Linked DNA regions of Zea mays: region 1 is linked to region 2. A link is a contact called in public Hi-C data. All regions are on one chromosome and are shown on one strand. The core of a region is the stretch at or near the end of the contact, and the rest is flanking DNA. Distances in the headings are between cores, read along the strand shown. Region 1 holds the start of LOC100284502 (universal stress protein family protein). Region 2 holds the start of LOC100384181.

Region 1 (4,129 bases), core at 1,329-3,828, 310 kb before region 2:
AGAGGATCAGGCACACGCACACTGGCTGGCACACACCCTAGGACACTGGAGGTTACAGATCAACAAACAGATGCAGTAGTGGTGGTGGTGGTGGTTACTTATTATTGGACTTTGTAAAAACGATTAGCCCGGGAAGTAAGTAAAACTCTTGCGTTGCGTCAAAGGATGAGGATGAGGAGGGGGAGTCCTCGTGGACCGGTCAGGCGAGCAGCCAGAAGTTCTTCTGCCACCGGGTGCTCACGAGGTAGCCGCCCACGCCCTTGCTCCGCCGCCGCACCGCCAGCGTCAGGCACTCCGCCCGGTTTATGCACTCCTCCACCAGCTCCTCCTCCTCGCTGCTGCTCCTGCTCCGCAGGAAGCTGCAGTATTTGTTCACACCGGTGCGTCAGCTACTAGCTAGCAGTTAGCTACAGAAACAAACTACATAACAAAAAAAATGACAGTTTGGTTTGATTATACATGTGGTTGAAAAGGTGACTTTTTTTTCTCCAGATGTTTTACTTTCACAGACAGGCGTAGCACTATGTAGGGGCAGGGCACACAATGACTGACAGTTTGCTCCATTCGGGAGATCGATTTTAACTGCAAGGGACCAAGGACAAAGGAAAGGCATCTCCGGTTTTATGGATGGCCACATGGCTGTTGCTGTCTCTCCTACCCTACCTTTTGATCCCCCTGCATGGCTGGGCTGCACCTACACTGTCCTCTGGTAAAGCCCCTGTTCTTCTTAAAGTTGACAGCTTGCCAAACAGCTCTTTGCTACCGAGAGAGAGAGAGAGGAAAAAAAACCTCAGCTGCTAAATGCAGATGCTCTCCGAATAATGGGTAAGAAGAGGAGCGGTGTGATAGGTTGTGCCAGCTCCACGAGATTCTATTCCTTCCCCCTCCCCTCCCTCTTTTCACCTTTTGCACAGGGCCAACCGAGAGTGAGTGATCCCATCCGTGACGAGGGGCAGACAGACACATCACACAGACCGGTTGCGGTGCGGTGCACATGACATGACATGCATGCTATGCTTACCAGCAGAAAGGCGAGGGTTTGCGTTGGCTGAGCACCAGCACGGACGCCTCCAGCTTCTTCACCTGGCTGAGGATGGTCGACAGCTTGGGCCCCTGGATCACGAGCGCCTCCACCTCCACCTGTGTAACATCCATCACAAGACAGTTTAGTTCTGTATCATACTACCGCACCAGAGCTAATGACGATAGTAATTCGGAGCATCTTTCTTCTGTTTAGGAAGCTGAGGCCCTTTTCAGCTTTAGGCCTGCCATGATCCATCAATAAAAGGGTGGATGCCATCTCCTTTCATGAATGTTCTGATCTGATCTACCCACCTACTTGCATAACTCTTGCCTCCAGGCAGCAGCCGGTGGCCCAAGAAAGAACCCGAACAACTTGATGCAAGGAAAAAAAAAGGCCACATGGCCAACCGTATGTGAGTACATGTTTCAGTTTCACCACATGCACTGCGTAAAGAAGCAACGCTTTTTTTGGGTTTGGACTAACGAACTCGGTAAAGGTAGCGTTTTTTTTTAATCTCCGTCAGGATTCAGCCACCCTGGACTTGTGAGCTTAGCTTGAAAGTTCAATCTGTCATGTCCCTTTGAACGCAGGGATTTTATAGAATTTGTATAGAGATTTTATAGGAATCAGTTTAATTTTTTATTTTTTTTTACAAAGGAAGCACTGGAAACGGGACAAAATGTCCCGCAAACCAAACCGTGCCTCGTTACTGTTAGCGCAGATTAAAGGCCGTAATATATGCACATTGTCTGTATCCAACACCTCACGGCATGCTTAAAAAAAGGTCTTAAAACGAACCGCAAAGCAATATCTCCGTTTGTATGTCGAACATCTGTCTCTTCAGTTCAGGTTCGGAAACAAAAAAAAAATGCGTTACTGTGGATAGAGGCGTGCTGTGGTGTTCTGGAACACGTTGGAGAAGAAACAAGCTGCGCATGAGTGAAGGAGCGAGTACACGCACACGCACCTCAGGCTTGCAGGCCTTGCAAAGCGCGCCGAGGGAGTTGGCGAGCGCGGAGGCGTCCTCCTCCCCAGCACCGCGGCCGCCGCCGCCGCTCCCGCTGTGCGGCGGCAGGACGTGGAGCAGGGTGAGGAAGTCGCCCCTGTTGGCGACGTGGGTGAGCGCCCACATCATGGCGTGCTTGGCGCCGGAGCTCTGGTCCACCACCACCACCACCCGCTTCCGCGACGCCGCCGCGGCCTCCTCAGTCCTGCAGAACCCGCCGCCGCGGCGGTGTCCCCGCGCCCTGCCCTTCTTCCTGGACCAGCGCCGCGACCCACGCCTGCTGCCGGTGCCGGTGCCGCAGTCCCACTCCCGCTGCAGCAGCTGGTGCGGCGCGCTGCCGCCGTCGCTCGAGCTCAGCTGCCCCAGGAAGTGCTCGCAGCTGCCCCCGCTGCTCCCCATCGATCCACTCCCGCTACCGCCGCGAGGTGCGTGTGTGCGCGCGGCTTGGTGCGTGCGCGCTCTGTGGTGGTGTCGACTGTCGAGAGCTGGGCTTGGCTTTGGTGCGCGTGTGCGCGTGATGCAACCATTCTTTCTTGTTTTATATTTGGAGGCGGCCAGACTTGCACTGCACAGGTCAGAATATACGCCCCCCTCAAATAAAAATCAGGTGTTTCGTTAAAGTATAATTTTGATCGGCACAGAAAATAGCTCTCAAAACCCTGTCATTTTTGTCCGTTAGCAACTCCAGTTTGTTCCAAAAAAAAAGTGGCGTGAATGTTAGTACAGATGGTCAATAAGCACGAGGCCCGCGAGCCCGGTCCGAGCTCGACACGGCCCGGTTCTATGCGGGCTGGCCGGCACAAATAAGCGGGTCGGGCTCAGACAGGAAACTAGGCACGGTAGGCTAGCCCGGCACGGCCTGTTTACCTCTAAGCACGTTAAGCCCGCTTTTTTGCACTAAAACGTGCTTTTTGGCCCGCTTAGCCCGCTTTTTCGTGCTAAACGGCCCGACCCGTCCCGTTTAGACCCGCTGCTGGCCGGGCTCGGACATAGAATCAAGCCCACGGGCTTAGAAGGCCCGGCCCGGTTTCCTAACCGTGCCTGGAGGGCCGGGCCGGACGGCCCATTTGGCCATCTCTAAATGTTAGTTCCAGGTCAGCAGGATGTGTTGCTCTAGGTCCTCTAGGTCCTTTATAGGGATGTAGATGAATCCGAGTAAGAGAGGCGGAAATGAGAAGGATCCGGATGAGGGAGGCAGAGTAAAGAGATGAAAAGTTGTAGATTAATATATGATGGCAAATGATACATAAAACCTAGGTAAAGGAGGCGAAAACGGGAAAGAGATGAAAAGTTAGAAATTAATATACGACGTCAACAGGATGAAGGAGAAGGAAACACTCATGGTTGTTGCTTGGTTACGCATGCAAGAGATAAGATTTATTTTATCTCGTCGGGTTGTTATGCGAGACAGGAAATAGATCAACACGTTTCGGACATACACACGATAGTGGAAACTCGTCCAATATAAAGATATATACTAATCAATTTCTAGTTAATTTTAAACTAATTTAACAATATAAAATAACAATTATACTCATAGTTTCACCAACCACATCCATATAACACCAAATTAACACAATTCATCACTCATTAATTCACAATCCACACACATGTTCATCAGTTATTATGTTCGCATAGATCAATTTAACACAGTGTTGGGGACCATAATTAGGGGTACCCTCAAGACTCCTAATCTCAGCTGGTAACCCCCATCAGCACAAAGCTGCAAAGGCCTGATGGGTGCGATTAAGTCAAGGCTCGGTCCACTCAAGGGACACAATCTCGCCTCGCCCGAGCCCAGCCTCGGGCAAGGGCAGCCGACCCCGGAGGATTCACGCCTCGCCCGAGGGCCCCCTCAAGCAACGGACACACCTTCGGCTCGCCCGAGACCCAGTCTTCGCCAAGAAGCAACCTTGGCCAGATCGCCACGCCGACCGACCGTATCACAGAAGCATTTAATGCGAGGATGGCCTGACACCTTATCCTGACGCGCGCCCCTCAGTCGACAGAGCCGGAGTGACCGCAGTCACTTTGCCGCTCCACTGACCAGCCTGACAAGAGGACAGCGCTGCCTGCATCGCTCCGACTGCTGTGCCGCT
Region 2 (4,320 bases), core at 1,538-4,037:
TGAACCGAGCAGGGACAAAGTGCCACGATCGAATGGCGATATGATTATTTTCATAATCATCAATTGTTCATAAGGTTCCGTTTATTTTAGATTATAATCTATCCGGATAATATAATCCAGCACAAATAATTCAGCAGATAAACAAACACTTAAATTACAGGTTCAGATTATATAATATAAAGACCAGATCAAAATTAGCTTATTTTAGATTATTTTTGGTAAAAAAAATCACTACTCATGGTTATGTAAATAGAAATTATAATATATGACATCCTTCTTTTCTCACCTCAAATAAACAAACGAAGTTACTGTTATCTTTGTGAATAATCTATATTTGTATAATGTAGACTACCAAACAACTATGTAGATTATAATCTGTCTAAATTATAATCTAGATTATATAATTTAGACTATAATTAAGATTATATAATTTATAAGTTGAAACAAACAGTCCCTTATTGTATACATTATTATAATAATGTAAAAACTATATATGTCTAAAATCATATTTTTAGGGTTAGCTGTGTTTTGACATACTGTCTGAAACATCTCTAGACTGTGCATCAGAACATGTTTATAGACTCAGATCCTGTTTTGTTTCCATTCTAGGATTATATAATTCAGCTTATTGATTATATAAGCATATATATTAACCTATTTATGGGTTATCATAATCTAGATATATAGATTATATGATTTATTTAATAATATATATTGTTTGTTTACGTCTGAACTTATTTAAGTTTGATTATATAATTTAGAGGGTGACTGGTTCATGATTGGAAAGAGATGTGTGCATCGTGACGCGAGCTCCGATGTACGAAGACGCATACAGTGGGCTGGCTGCGAGGATCTGTCATTCTTCCCGGGTTGAAATAAGCACCCGTCACCAATCTGCAAAAAATCAAAGAGAGAGAGAGAGAGAGAAAAGAAAAAACGCAAAGAAACGGACGCGACGCCGACGTAGCCCCGCAGCACACTGCGGAAAAACCGTGCGCTGAAAGGGATCCCACAGGAACTTCACTCGAGTTAGTACCTTTTGAAGGTCAAAAAGGGAAGCGCGCGGCATCGACAGACCGACGATAGCAACGTGGATTCCTTGCACGTCAGTCACTGGGTGGGACAGGAAAAAAAACTGAGTTCCGGTGTGGGAGAAAGAAAAGAAGACAGAGCGCGCGGAAATCGTGTTGGGTTTGATCACCAAGACGGACGCTGATTCGTTCAATCCCGATTCCCGAGTAAGAAAGAAAAAACAGCTGCTGCATACTAGTACGGAGTAGTACTCCGCAGTCGGCACGCAACGAAAGGAACAGAGAGCTCCGAATTCCGAGCGTTCGAAGACGACGACCAGGATGACCATGACGAAGACGCAGCTGCAACGAGAGGAATAAACCCCAACGGCAGCGAAAGACCACATCCACCAACAACAACACCAACCACCCCCATCGGGTTGTTGTGCCTGCCTGCGCTGAGGGCGGTCAGTCACAGCCCGCCCGCCCGCCCGCTTTTGGGTTGTCAGCTCCTCCTCATCCGGTACCATGTCCTACTAGTACTACTACTTTACTTCTACAAAGATTCGGCTACCTACCAAAACTGAACCGCGTCGCGACACGCGGCCCCCGGTCCAGTCGCCGCGCTTTCAAAACGACCGTTCGCCTGTGAATAAAGCCAGTTAGGTGGGTGGCTGGCTGCCGATCTGGCTAGCCTTTTTTTTTCGTTTGTGATACTGTGTTAGTACCTGTGCGCATTTATAACGTGCCTCAAGATTCAAGAGTTCTGCCGCCAAATCTCAAAGGAGTTCCTCCTCTCGTGTTGTAAAACTGAAGACGCGAACGCTGTACGTGCTGGGGAAATTGTTTGAGCCAGATATTCAAGAATCCTTTTGGTTTTTTTTTTTCTTTCTTTCTCTGAGACAGTGTCCTAGCTACTGATCTCCTCTCGGTTCACACTAGCCTTGTTTCAACTGCCTAACAAAAAAAAAATCTGAACTCTTGCTGCCTCAGCCGTCAGCCTGCCTGGCAGCCGCACGCTTCCCAGGCGCGGTGGCACAGGCACGGCGGCGGCGGCGAGGTGGGCGCGTCCGGCGGACCAACGGACAGGTCGAGGTTGAGGTCGGGGCACCGCGGCTCCCCCGCGCTGCTGCCGCTGCCGCTGCAGCTGCAGCTGCTGCGCCCGCCGTCGTCGGACGACTCCGCCGGCTTCGGCTTCGGCTTCGCGGCGGGGGCCGGGACGAGGGCTGCTGCTGCCACGTGGTGCAGCGCCTGCGGGCGGTGGTGCGCGTGCGGGTCGATGCCGCGGGCCAGGAGCTTGCGTTTGATGTGCGTGTTCCAGTAGTTCTTGATCTCGTTGTCCGTCCGGCCCGGCAGCTGCCCGGCGATCAGAGACCACCTGCGAGCGCGGCGCGTGACGTCAGGCAGCGCCGTCGAGAAAATAAAGGTAGACACAGAGAAGAAGGACGCTGTCTCGTCGACAGACGGCAGACGGCTCACGAACTTGTTGCCGAGGAGGGCGTGCAGGCGGATGATGAGCTCGTCCTCGTCGTCGGTGAAGTTCCCGCGCTTGAGGTCCGGCCGGAGGTAGTTCATCCACCGCAGCCTGCAGCTCTTGCCGCAGCGCAGCAGACCCGCCGCGCTGGGCAGCGACCGCCAGCACCCTTCCCCGTGCGACCGGATGTACGCCACCAGCCGCTCGTCCTCCTCCTTGGTCCACGCGCCCTTGTTGGTGTGCCCCTTCTCGCAGCACGGCGACCTCCCCATGGCTCCCTACCTCTCCCAGAGGCCCGCTCGCTGATCGGCTCGAGCGGCTGCCGAGGCGCGCGCCCTCGGGGGTCCTATATATACATGCCGCGTGGTTGCTAATGCGCTGCTCGGCCGCTGTTTCCTGTTTCAGTGTCTGTGCTGCTCTGCCTGTTCTCTTTCTTTTTCCTATCATCTCTCTGTCGTGTTGACCGGAACGGTGTTTCCTCCGTGATAGTTTGACGGGCGCGGGTTGGGTTGGGTTGGGTTGGGTGGTTGCTGCTGTTGCCGCCGTTGCAGTTGCGGCGGTGGAGCCCGCGTGTCCTGCACTTGAGCTGCTCCCACTTGCTTGTACGTAGTTGTACTGCCCCCTTCATCGGCGTGTCCTTCTCCCCATTTTATTTTTTACTTTTAGATATCAGTGTTTGACTTTTTGTCTTAGTCAAGTTTTTAATACAAATAAAAAAATCTATTGTTATTATAGTATTTCAAATGATAAAATAAATATTTATATAATTCATAATAAGACATAAAATATTTAAAAGTAAAAAAGATATCCTGTATTTATTTTGGGACGTGACGGGTGGAGTAGGTATACGGGCTTACGGCTCGACGTCGCGTCCTGTCGTCGCAGATCGACGATGCAGCGGGGGCCCGGCGGGGAGCGGTGTGACTAGTGTGTGACGGTGTTAAATTTATGATACTTGATAGTAGGTGATGACGCGCCCAGCCAGCCGTGCAATCGACACGGCGTCATCGCGAAATGTCCTGTCAGTAACTCTAGACCGAATAGTACCATGTACAGCTCCGGCAGAATCAGCTGGATCGGGTGGTTGGCAGTGATACCACCACGGATGCCACGTGGCACAGCTTTATCCTGCGTCACCTGCGATGCTCGCATTCGCAGCCTCCAGGCTGTGCAGATCGCCCTCTGATGACTGTTGGGACGCCACGCAGGTCAAACACGTTTTAGTTGACCAGCGCTTTTAGTCACAAACTGACAATAAAAAAAGCGGAGACGCGCGATTCGATTCGATCTAATCTGATCGGCGTGGCGTGGCGTGGCGTTGGTGGTGGCCAAGTCGGGCCACACGGGGCACGCAACAGCCAAGTGCCAACAGCAACAGAGACACACGAGTGCGTCGCACGGACAAAGCGCTCAGCCATGCACGCCTGCAGCAGCCAGTCAATAATATAAAACTGAATAATATTAATCGACTCCAATAAACCTCGCCCGTCTCTGTCGTTGGCGGCACGAGTGAAGATGTACTCCAGGTCCAGACGAAGCGTCACTTCTTCGCGAGATACCTGGTACCACTAGGTGATCGGGGATACTTTCGTTCTCTTTGACCTAGGGATGGCAACGGGGATTTCCCCGTCGGGGAATGGCCCCCCATCCCCGTCTCCGCGGGGAGGAAAATTCCCCGTCCCCGTCCCCGCGAACGCTCACGTGGGAGCTTTTTCTCCCATCCCCGTCCCCGTCGGGAAATTTATCCCCGTGGGGAAACCCGCGGGGAATCTGTCCCCACCAAAAGCACAATATTTAAATATAAATTTAAATTAATTGTATCAAATTAATACAAAT

What was found. A called contact is a pair of places that touch in the nucleus more often than the background predicts.
Region 1: a contact with region 2 is called in a Hi-C map of leaf, with 6 times the contacts expected there. The contact joins the promoter of LOC100284502 here to the promoter of LOC100384181 in region 2. A contact is called at or near these places in 2 of 25 Hi-C or Micro-C datasets (ear and leaf).

Annotation. Positions count from the first base shown.
Region 1 is chr8:104,112,327-104,116,455 of Zm-B73-REFERENCE-NAM-5.0, reverse strand. It overlaps LOC100284502 (universal stress protein family protein), which reads right to left and starts at 2,578. Exons shown (of 3, transcript NM_001157397.2): 1 at 1,992-2,578; 2 at 1,022-1,140; 3 at 1-359. The coding sequence starts at 2,429. The coding sequence ends at 200.
Region 2 is chr8:103,803,275-103,807,594 of Zm-B73-REFERENCE-NAM-5.0, reverse strand. LOC100384181 reads right to left here and starts at 2,787. Exons shown (of 1, transcript NM_001176757.1): 1 at 1,906-2,787. The coding sequence starts at 2,756. The coding sequence ends at 2,007.